Linked DNA regions of Sus scrofa: region 1 is linked to region 2. Evidence: chromatin contacts called from public HiChIP or PLAC-seq data. All regions are on one chromosome and are shown on one strand. Each heading gives the region's core, a stretch centred on a gene start, on an enhancer-like site or on the middle of the called end of the contact. The rest is flanking DNA. Distances are from core to core; before and after follow the strand shown. Region 1 holds the start of DAGLB (sn1-specific diacylglycerol lipase beta). Region 2 holds the start of ZNF12 (zinc finger protein 12).

Region 1 (5,024 bases), core at 2,346-4,845, 290 kb after region 2:
CTGTGTCTCCAGTCACTAGGGTTCAGTCCATGGGCTGGGAAACTTTGGCATGACATGGGTACCACCACCAAAAAAAAAAAAAAAAAAAAAAAAAAAAAAAAAGATTTTTTTAAAAGCTCTATTTTAAAATAATAGCTATTTTTAATAGAAAAGTATTTTTAAATCTTTGTAAAATCAGGGGCTGCAGGAGTCACTGCTGTGGCGCAATGGGATCATCGGTGTCTGTAGCACCAGGACACAGGTTCGAATCCTGGCCCCACACAGTAGGTTAAGGATCTGGTGTTGCCACAGCTGTGGCATGGGTCACAACTGTAGCTCAAATCTAATCCCTGGGCTGGGAACTCCATATGCCACAGGGTGGCCAAAACAGAAAAAAGAAAAAATGAACTTCATCAAAAAATAAAATAAGAAAATAAATTTTAAAAAAGGGACACGTAGGCTTTGTGTGAAATATCCACAGGATGGCATAATATATTATTTTAAAATAGATCTAATTTGGAGTTCCCATCATGGTGCAGCAGAAACGAATCCAACTAGGAACCATGAGGATGCTAGTTCAATCCCTGGCCTCGCTCAGTGGGTTAAGGATCCGGCGTTGCCATGAGCTGGGGTGTAGGTTGAAGATGCAGCTTGAATCCTGTGTGGCTGTGGCTGTGGTGTAGGCTGGCAGCTACAGCTCTGATTTGACCCCTAGCCTGGGAACCTCCATATGCTGTGGGTCCGCCCCTAAAAAGACAAAAAATAAATAAGTAAATAAATAATAAAACAGATCTAATTTGGAGTTCCCTTGTGGCTTAGTGGATTAAGGACCTGGCATTGTCACTGTAGTAGCGCTGGTTACCGCAGTGGCAGTTTCCATCCTTGGCCCAGGAACTTCGGCATGCTGCGGGTGCAGCCAAATAAAGTTAAATAGGCCAGATTCAACTGACAGAATAACATTATGTGGAAATGGCAGAATATACCTGCAGTGATTAGAACTATATAAAATTTTTAAAAAACTATAAAATATATTTATCTTAAAAAAATGTGTAGAGTGTGCTCGTTTTGGCAGCACATATGGTAAAATTGAAACGATACGGAGAAGATTAGCATGGCCCCCGTGCAAGGATGACACGGAAATTCGTGAAGCATTCTGTATTAAAAAAAAAAAATGTATAGCACCTCTTTGAAATGATGGTTTTATGGTTTGCTGTCATTTGTAACTTTCAGTTCACAGTATCTTCTTTAGCAACAAGAGTTTATACGGAAGTATCCTCTTATTGCTAAACCTTACAAATCCTGTTTGCAAAAGGAAACCGTTGCATTTAAGAATATATGTGATCAAGGGTGTTCCTGTCATGGCTCAGGGGTTAACGAACCCGACTAGTACCCATGAGGATGCGGGTTTGATCCCTGGCCTCGCTCAGTGGGTTAAAGATTTGGCGTTGCCGTGAGCTGTGGTGTAGGTCGCAGATGCGGCTCAGGTCCCACGTGGCTGTGGCTGTGGTGTAGGCCAGCAGCTACAGCTCCAATTGGACTCCTAGCCTGTGAACCTCCATGTACCACGGGTGCAGCCCCTAAAGAGACCAAACAAACAAACAAACAAACAAAAAACCCAGGATATATGTGATCACAATCTTTTCTTTTCATTTTATGGCTTCACCTGCAGTATATGGACCCCTGGGCCAGGGGTCACATTGGAGCTGCAGCTGCAGGCTGTGCCATAGCCACAGCAATACCAGGTCCTCAACTGAGGGAGGCCAGGGATCTCAGCAACATCCTCACAGAGGCCTCTGCAAAGAGCTGGAGACTATGCACAAAGTGCAGCCCTGCAAGACCCTAAGCTGATGGGCCTGGGCTGATGGTTCAACAAGGTCACTCTAGCTGTTGCAGGGACAATGCACCATAGTGGGTAGTGGGAGGCAGAGCAGTGGGGAGGCCGGGCCAGGCACATCATGGAAGGGGGCTCGGACAAGGGTGGAGGGAAGTGAAGAGGCTGAGCAGTGGTCAGAACCTCTGCACTGTGGAAACGCCTGCCTGGGAGGAAGGGGTGGGCAGATCGGGCTACTCTCCACTCCTCAGCCCTGAGCTGCATGTGGCTCTGTAGCCAAAATGCAGCCTCTGTACACCGACACCAGTGAAATCTCAGAGACAAGGGTTTTGGGTGAAGCAGAAAGAACAGCATTATTGCTTTGCCAGGTAAAGGAGGATACAGCAGGCTAATGCCTCAAAACTGTGCCCTGCCTTGGGAGGGGATAGCAGGAGATTTTATAGGTTTATCTCAGAAGATAGGGTTATTGATTAAGGTGACTGTATTATTCTCCCTCCACAAATCATTTCAGAGTCGTGAAGTCCAGCGTCAGCCAGTCCCGTGATGCTTTCTGGTTGTCTTCGGAGTTATCGTTCCTTGACCTTTTCTCTGGAAAGAAAATTGCCTACAGGAAGGGATGTTAGGGCGTGTTTCAATTACAAAATAAATTGCTGGGGCGGAGGGGCGGAGTTCCTGTTGTGGCACAGCAGAAACTAATCCGACTAGGAACCATGAGGTTTCGGGTTCAATCCCTGGCCTCGCTCAGTGGGTTAAGGATCCTGCGTTGCGGTGAGCTGTGGTGTAGTTCGAAGATCTGGTGTTGCTGTGGCTTAAGCCACAAGCCGGCAGCTGTAGCTCTGATTAGACCCCTAGCCTGGGAACCTCCATATGCTGCGGATGCGGCCCTCAAAAGCAAAAATAAAACACTAGGGGCAATATAATTGAAGCAGAAATTAACCTATAGTAAAAGAAAGCAATTAAGCAAGGAAGAGATCATTTGTGAAAAGCTGGAGTCTAGGTACAATATAAAGTTAGTGAGCCAAGGCAGAGCGTGTAACATCGTGTCTCCATGTTGCTACAACGCTCATGTTTTTACTAATCATTAACTTTTTTTTTTTTACATAGAGTGTGGTTTTATTTTTTTATTTGCTTTTTAGGGCAGCACCTGCAGTATGTGGAAGTTCCCAGGCTTGGGGTCGAACTGGAGCTGCAACTGCCCGCCTCTGCCATAGCCACAGCAACGAGGCTCTGACCGGGTCCGCGACCCATATAGCACAGCTCACTTGCGACACCTGATCCTTAACCCACTGAGCGAGGCCAGGGATGCAGCCGGCATCCTCAAGGATGCTAATCAGGTTAGTTACCTCGGAGCCACAACAGGAACTCCCTAATCATTAACTCTTGAGTGTTCGAGACTGAGGGGAGGCCTGGGAGGCTAAAGGAAAAGACTTTTACTGCAAAACACAAGGACTTAGGGTCTGGTACACGGTTTCAGCTTCAGGCCCAGAACCAGGGAAGGGTCCCAAGTCCGCACTCCAGACGGTGGAAGGCAGACGGAGCAAGTGCATCACAGACATGCAGCCCCACAGACCTGGGTGTGAGCTGCAAATCTGCCACTAACTGCCTCTGGGCTGGCGACGCCCTCGGGCCAGGAAGAGTCCTTCTCTCCAAATGAAAACAGCTGAACCGATTTCACAGGTGAGAAGACGAAGGTCTCCAGCATTTTCCGGCCCAGCGTCTTCTGCGCAGGCGCAGAGTCCCTGCGGCGGCCCCGTGGGGCTCAGTGCGCGTGCGCTGAGTCGGGCGCCTGCGCGGAGTCCCGGTCCGGCGCCGGCGGAGACGCGAGGTCCCGGGGCTCTCGGTGGCTGCAGGCGCGCGGCGGGCTGGCGCGGGGCCGGGCGGCGGGACCCTCGCCATGCCGGGAATGGTGCTGTTCGGCCGGCGCTGGGCCATCGCCAGCGACGACTTGGTCTTCCCGGGGGTCTTCGAGCTGTTCCTGCGAGTGCTGTGGTGAGGACGGGGTGCGGTGCGCGGCCGGGGCGCCGGAGGGAGGGGGCCGAGCAGCCGAGGGCAGTGTCAGTGTCCCCGGACTGCGGGCCGGAGCCGGCCCTGCTGTCTCGCAGGTGGTCGTCTCCACTGTCCGAGGAGCGGGGTGCCATTCCTCTGCCCATTCATAGATGGCACCCTGAGGCCCAGAGCGGGTGGGCCGTGCGCGGGGTCACCAGGGTGGACCCGCCACCGGTTTGTCCGCGCTGCAGGGCCCCGCACGCCCACCCCCCAGCCCCTGCGTGCGGACCTGGGATCGCCCTCGAGCTGGGAGCAGCCGCCTGCTTCACTCCCGCGTGGTGCGTGGACCCGCACAGCCTCTTGTATCTGCCAAATGCAAGATTGGCAGTAACACCCTTCGTGCGGTTCTTAAGCCAGTTGCAGCTGATTGTGGCTGAATTCCATGATGGGCATACAGACCTAGCATTTTACATTGTAGTCTTTCAAAGTGTGGAATCCGTGAGAAGTAGAATCAGGTGCCCGAAGTCTGTCCCCAGAAGGTCTGAGCAAAGAGTAATAATGTTTAACTATTAATATTAAAAAAAAAGTAGATTTTGGAGGGGAAAAGAATATATAAAAACATGAAATGTTATGAGCTGCTTCTCAGTTGTTTCATGGCTTTCAGAGCCAAGTCTTTCCAGATCATTTCCTGTTATTATTTCTAGACGCAGTCATCATCCCCCCCAAATGACAAAAGCATAGGAAGTTACCCCATGAGTTCCTGCTGTGGCTCAGTGGGTTAAGAACCCAACTAGTATCCCTGAGGATTCGGGTTCGATCCCTGGCCTCAGTCAGTGGGTTAAGGATCTGATCTTGGGCAAGCTGTGGTGTAGGCCAGCGGCTGTAGCTGATTCAGCCCCTAGCCTGGTAACTTCCATATGCTGCAGGTATGGCCCCCTCCCCCCCAAAAGTTACCCTAATCCACTTCCCCTTCTGGCCAGTTTCTTAATATGGTGACCTTGCCCAATGGTGCTGTGCCTGCTGCTGAAATTATTCTTGTGAAAAGTCACTGTTGCATTGCTGGTGCTGTGTTTCATCGTTCGCACTGAGTTACAAAATATACTTAAATGGGTCCACAGTCCTTGTCCTTTCAAGTTTATCAGTATTCACCGCAGAACTTCTTTCCATAGCTGGGTTCCCATCCTCTTGTTTTGCACCACACACCACAGATTGCCATGTGTTTGTCAGT
Region 2 (5,293 bases), core at 763-3,262:
CAGGAAAATGGGTTTCGTGCTCATTCATTTAGATGCATCGGTGCTTACTTCCGTTTCTAGAGCACTTCCTCCAGAAACTTGTAGTATAAATACTTTCTCTGTCCCTTTCACATGTATCTAAGCTAAATCACTCCCTTGCCAGCCTTACAACCAGAGATGCTTTTGTTAAGAACCAGAACTATCTCTTTATCTCTTTCTATGTTGCCAGGGGAGTTTAGGCTTCATGCCAGACACTTAGAGCTGTAACAACCTGCTTGTCATAGAGATAGACTTTTTTTTTCTTTTTCTTTTGGATAAAGTGTATTAACTAGCAGGGAAGAGCCACTCCGATTATGGGATGAATTTGGTACGATCTCTGCAAGTTAGGGTGCTGTCAAGTCCTTTCACATGAGACAAGTTACCATTTATCTTGAGAACATGTATGCATTGGATATTATCTGCTGAGCGATATAAAAAGATGAGGTTTAGGAGTTCCCTAGTGGCCTAGCAGTTAAGGACCTGGTAGTGTCACTGCTGTGGCACAGGTCACTGCTGTGGTGCAGGGTTCCATCCCTGGCCCGTGGAAAGTCCTCATGCCGTGGGCGCGGCCAAAAAAAAAAAAAAAAAAAAGAAGATCATTTTATTTGCACTCTCATTAGTAGTTTGCCTGTGATGTGCAACACAGTCTGGTTTAATGATTACTTAACAATAGAAGTTTTATTTCTACATTTGTGGAGAGGATTTTCTAGAAGTGGGTGGAAAATTTTATTTTAATTTTTTCCATACCAGCTTTGAAGAAAAAGTTGGCCAAGAACACAGTTACATTATTTCCCCAAAAAAGTGATAAATCATCGTCCTTATGATTTTACACTATCCTCTTTGACTGCTAAGATCCCCAGTATCTGTGGGGTTTTTTTTTTCTCTCTCTCTCTCTCTTTTTTTTTTTTTTTTTTTTGGTCTTTTTGTCTTTTTAGGGCCGCACCCATGACATAGGGAGGTTCCCAGGCTAGGGGTCCAATGGGAGCTGTAGCCACCAGCCTACACCACAGCCACTGCAACCTGGGGATCTGAGTTGTGTCTGCGACCTACACCACAGTTCATGGCAACGCTGGATCCTTAACCCACTGAACGAGGCCAGGGATGGAACCTGTGTCCTCATGGATGCTAGTTGGGTCTCCAACCACTGAGCCATGAAGGAACTCCTGTTGTTTTTTTCTCTAGTTGATTTTTCTACGGTTTTTGAGGGCCGCACCCTCATATGGAGGTTCCCAGGCTAGGGGTCAAATCGGAGTTGTAGCCACCAGCCTACACCACAGCCACAGCAACTCGGGGTCCGAGCCGTGTCTGCGACCCACACCACAGCAATGCCGGATCCTTAACCCACTGAGCGAGGCCAGGGATCGAACCCGCAACCTCATGGTTCCTAGTTGGATTCGTAAACCCCTGAGCCACGACGGGAACTTCCGATTTTTCTGCAGTTTTTAATGCGTTAGTTGTGTAATCTAGATAAGCTACAATGTCTGTTTTCTTTTCCTTCCTTGGATAAACCTTATGCCCTTGGGAATATTATTTTATATCATGTCTGGGCATTTATTTTATTCCAAACTTTTAGTTTTAATGAAAACTTCCAGTATTTCAGTTACGTGAACAAGATAAACTCCTTCTCCTCTCCTGGTTATGGGGAAATCTCAGTTCTAACCAGAAATATCTCAGGCATGCTAAGCATCAGGGCTCCAGGAGGCCATCAAACAGCCCTGCTTGAGGTCACACCTTTCCTTGATCCTTAACAGGAACGAAGACAAATGCGACTTGAGTTCCCGCTCCAGGCAGCCAGTCCTCTCAGCACAGCACCTCTTAACCGCCTGATGAAGCGGATACATTTACGACGTTCCCTAACTTGACGGCGCAGAGGCTTATGGGCAATAGAGTCCGGCGGCGTGTCTGGCTCCTCGCTGTGAGCCCTGGCAGGCGGACTTCCGGCGCCCTCCAGTGTTTGTGCGCCTCGCCCTGGGCGCGTGTTCGCGCCTGCGCACTGCCGCCTCGCCGCAGCCGTTTCCTGTCGGTGCCCCGGTCGCCGCTGGCCTTCGTTCCCAGGCTCTGGCCTCCGGCTGGCGAGGGTTCTGGGGCCTGCGGGGCTGGGCGCCGTCCGGCGGGGCCTGCACCCAGCGGGTGCGGGCTGTGCGGGCGAGGGTTCGCGCGGGCCGGGTGGAGGCTCGAGCGGGGACTTCCGAGCTCGAGCCCCGGAGCCCCCGGCCTGGGCAGGAGGGGCTGAGGGGCCAGGCGGGCAGGGGCGGCCGGGCCCGGGCCCGACCGTCTGTAGCGCGCGGGACGGTGAGGTCCCTGGAGGTCGACTTAGGCCTCAGGAAGGGAAGTTCTCCTGAAGGGAGCTTGTCCCCTAGGCCCAGAGTCGGCTCCTCGAGCCCAGCGACCTCGAGAAGCGGAGAGGAGGGACCCCGGGAGAGGCACTCGCCGGAGGAGCCACCCCCGGCCTGGAGCTTCGGGAGCCCCGGGCGGGTCAGCGAGTCCCGACAGGTAAGTCGTGCATCGGCGGGTAGCAGGGTTGGAGGAAGCCCACCCCGAGCCCCAGGAGAGAGCAACCAGGAGGGTTTCACCGCTTCCCAGAGATCAAAGGGCAGGGCCGGCTGGGAGTTCCGGGGGTCCTGGGGGAGCAGTGGTTAGAGGCTCCGCCGCGGACGTGCTGCGTCCCCTCCTTTCTCCACATCCCTACACTCCTGCCCCTCGCTCTCTAGGGATTCCGCACGGGTCTGTAAAGGCCCATCAGCACCGTGGTTCTCTAATGTAAGTGTCCGCTGACTCCTCTCCAGGTTCTGCCCTGCAGAACCACACAGTGGAGTGAGGAATGAATCTGCGAGGCACCTGTCCTACTGCCTTGGTTGAGGGTAGAGGAGATTGGACCTGAGAAGGGAGGAACTTGTGCCAGGTCACCGGGTCTGTAGGTGGGATTGCTTACAGGACTCAAAGTCGCAGGCCAGTGGTCTGTCCACTTAAAGTTAGTTTCTCAATAAAAAGTTTTTTTGAGCGTCGCGCTTACAGTGCGATGTACGATACTTGTCCAGGTAATTGAAAGTCTGAGCCGCTCCTGCTTGTATCCCTTTACTCAGAGCATCTTTGGATTTTCTGAGTTTGAGTTGTTAATGGGGGTTAGTAAGAAGAGACGTCTATAACTGTTTATTAAATTTTATATTTAATATTGGAGGATTATTGTAATAGGGTTCTGTGGTCATTCACTGATGAGAAAATGTACCCACACAATCACCACTGACAAGTGGGAGTTACAGGTGTGTGGGTGAGGGCTCCCTCTTGACTCTTCCAGGACCTTCTACAGGGTAAAGACAATCTCCCCCAGATTTCTCTCATGGAGCCTGAGCACAGGTGCCCTGTATGAAAGCGTTTCCTTGGTGAATTCTTCCATAGCTTCACTGCCTGCGTTTTCCTCCACCAGGTGGGCCTCCACTTTCACAGTCCTGCATGTTTTTCCAAGAGCAGCAGAAAATGAATCAATCTCTGGTGAGTTTTCCTGTTTATGTTTTGTACGCTTTACTTTGTTTTGTAACAGTACCTTAGGAGGCAAATAGTTCAGAATTTAAGACAGGAAAGTAAACATAGAGAAAATATGTGGTTAGTCAGAACATAAAGGAGCAGGTCAGGTTCCCTGTAGAGCCCATGATTTTCCATCGCTCTTAAAGCCACTGTATAAGCCTGTGTTCTTGACGTCCATTTCCACCCCCCCCCCAAAAAAAAAAGAAAAGATAATTACCATCCACTTCTTGACTTGCATTGTCCTGCCAGAATGCTTTGGTTTTTCCTTGTTAAAAAAAAAATTTTGGAGTTCCCATCGTGGCTCATTGGTTAACAAATCCGACTAGGAACCATGAGGTTGCGGGTTTGATCCCTGGCCTCGCTCAGTGGGTTAAGGATCCGGCATTGCCATGAGCTGTGGCGTAGGTCGCAGACTTGACTCGGATCCCGAGTTTCTGTGGCTCTGGCGTAGGCTGGTGGCTACAACTCCGATTTGACCCCTAGCCTGGGAACCTCCATATGCCGCGGGAGTGGCCCAAGAAATGGCAAAAAAAAAACAGAAAAAAAAAATTTTTTTTTGATGTGCCTGCTGTGGCTGCACCTAGCTTTTCTAAATGACAGCCCTTAAACTGTTGCCATTGCTGCCGTACTTGTGCCTCCTGTTAGCTGAGGGCATGCTGTCCAGGGAGCACTCAATGCATGCAGCATTTTGGGGCACTAGAACATTGTCGTCACATAAATAGAAATGCTTTCATGGCTCAATCCAGGGATAAAATGAAGATTATCTGGAGAAATGGGCTTCTCGCCCTTCAAGTAAAATTCCGTTTCTCTCTTACCATGTGATGGAGCGGAGTTGTGGGCCATGTATCGCCGTCTCTGGCACGGATTTCTTAGTTCCCACCCCCGTTTTATCCTTCGGGCCCGCAGTCTTGGTTGTGCCCCTGTCCCCCCCCGGACGTGATCTGGTAGAGGTGACCTGTCATTCATCAGGCAGATCCAGGGCAGATGCGCCCGTCCTTGCCTTGGAGCACCGTCGCCTTCCCATCTGCAAAGTATCCTCTGTTGGTTCCTGTGGCAGGTCTCTCCTTGCTCCCTTCCTGACTGTTTCTTTGTCCCACCCTCTTTCTGTTTTCCCACTCTTTGTTTATGACTCTTAAATCTGTATGACTTCACCCTCCAGTGCTTTTAACCTCCAGCTCTGTCAGTTCTCCTGTGTTCAGTCACTTGTCAGCATCTCCATGATGTTTGCCCAAAGGACACCTCAAATCAGTGGATCCAGTGGATCCCAAACTAACTATTTATAGCCCCCCACTTATGCCTTCTCCTCTTGTCCCTAGCAGTTCATTGTTGGGTCATCCAGCCTGTCATCCTATCCAGAAAAATGGGACTCGTTTTAAACTCCTCCTCCATCTTCTTTTATCACATTGTATTATTAGGTTTGTTAATGTTATATTCTACAGGGGTTTTAGTCCCTATTTTTTTATTTCTAAGATGTTCCAGATACTTCTATGCTGCTATCTTTTTACTAGCTCAGGTGTATTTTCCATTTTGAGTATTTCTCCTACAATGTTAATCACAGCATTTTGCTTCTGCTTGGAAAGCTCTTTTGAGGTTCCCATTACACTGAACCCTTAACCACTGAGCTCAGCCCTGGGGAGGTCCTGACTCCCTTCCTGATGATTAGTTTGGATGATTTGTGGGGCAGAGTCCAGATCGGAGAGCTGTAAGAGAGAAGGGCGGAGAACCGGGTTTGGTCTGTTCCTAATGTTTTCAA

What was found. HiChIP or PLAC-seq counts read pairs in DNA pulled down with a chosen protein or histone mark.
Region 1: an H3K27ac HiChIP or PLAC-seq map of alveolar macrophages shows a contact between it and region 2. The contact joins the promoter of DAGLB here to the promoter of ZNF12 in region 2. A contact is called at or near these places in 1 of 5 promoter capture datasets (liver) and 1 of 2 datasets of contacts at active chromatin or transcription factors (alveolar macrophages).

The regions. Positions count from the first base shown.
Region 1 is chr3:4,738,287-4,743,310 of Sscrofa11.1, forward strand. It overlaps DAGLB (sn1-specific diacylglycerol lipase beta), which reads left to right and starts at 3,596. Exons shown (of 16, transcript XM_021086077.1): 1 at 3,596-3,799. The coding sequence starts at 3,705.
Region 2 is chr3:4,452,999-4,458,291 of Sscrofa11.1, forward strand. It overlaps ZNF12 (zinc finger protein 12), which reads left to right and starts at 2,013. Exons shown (of 5, transcript XM_005653056.3): 1 at 2,013-2,511; 2 at 3,443-3,507. The coding sequence starts at 3,469.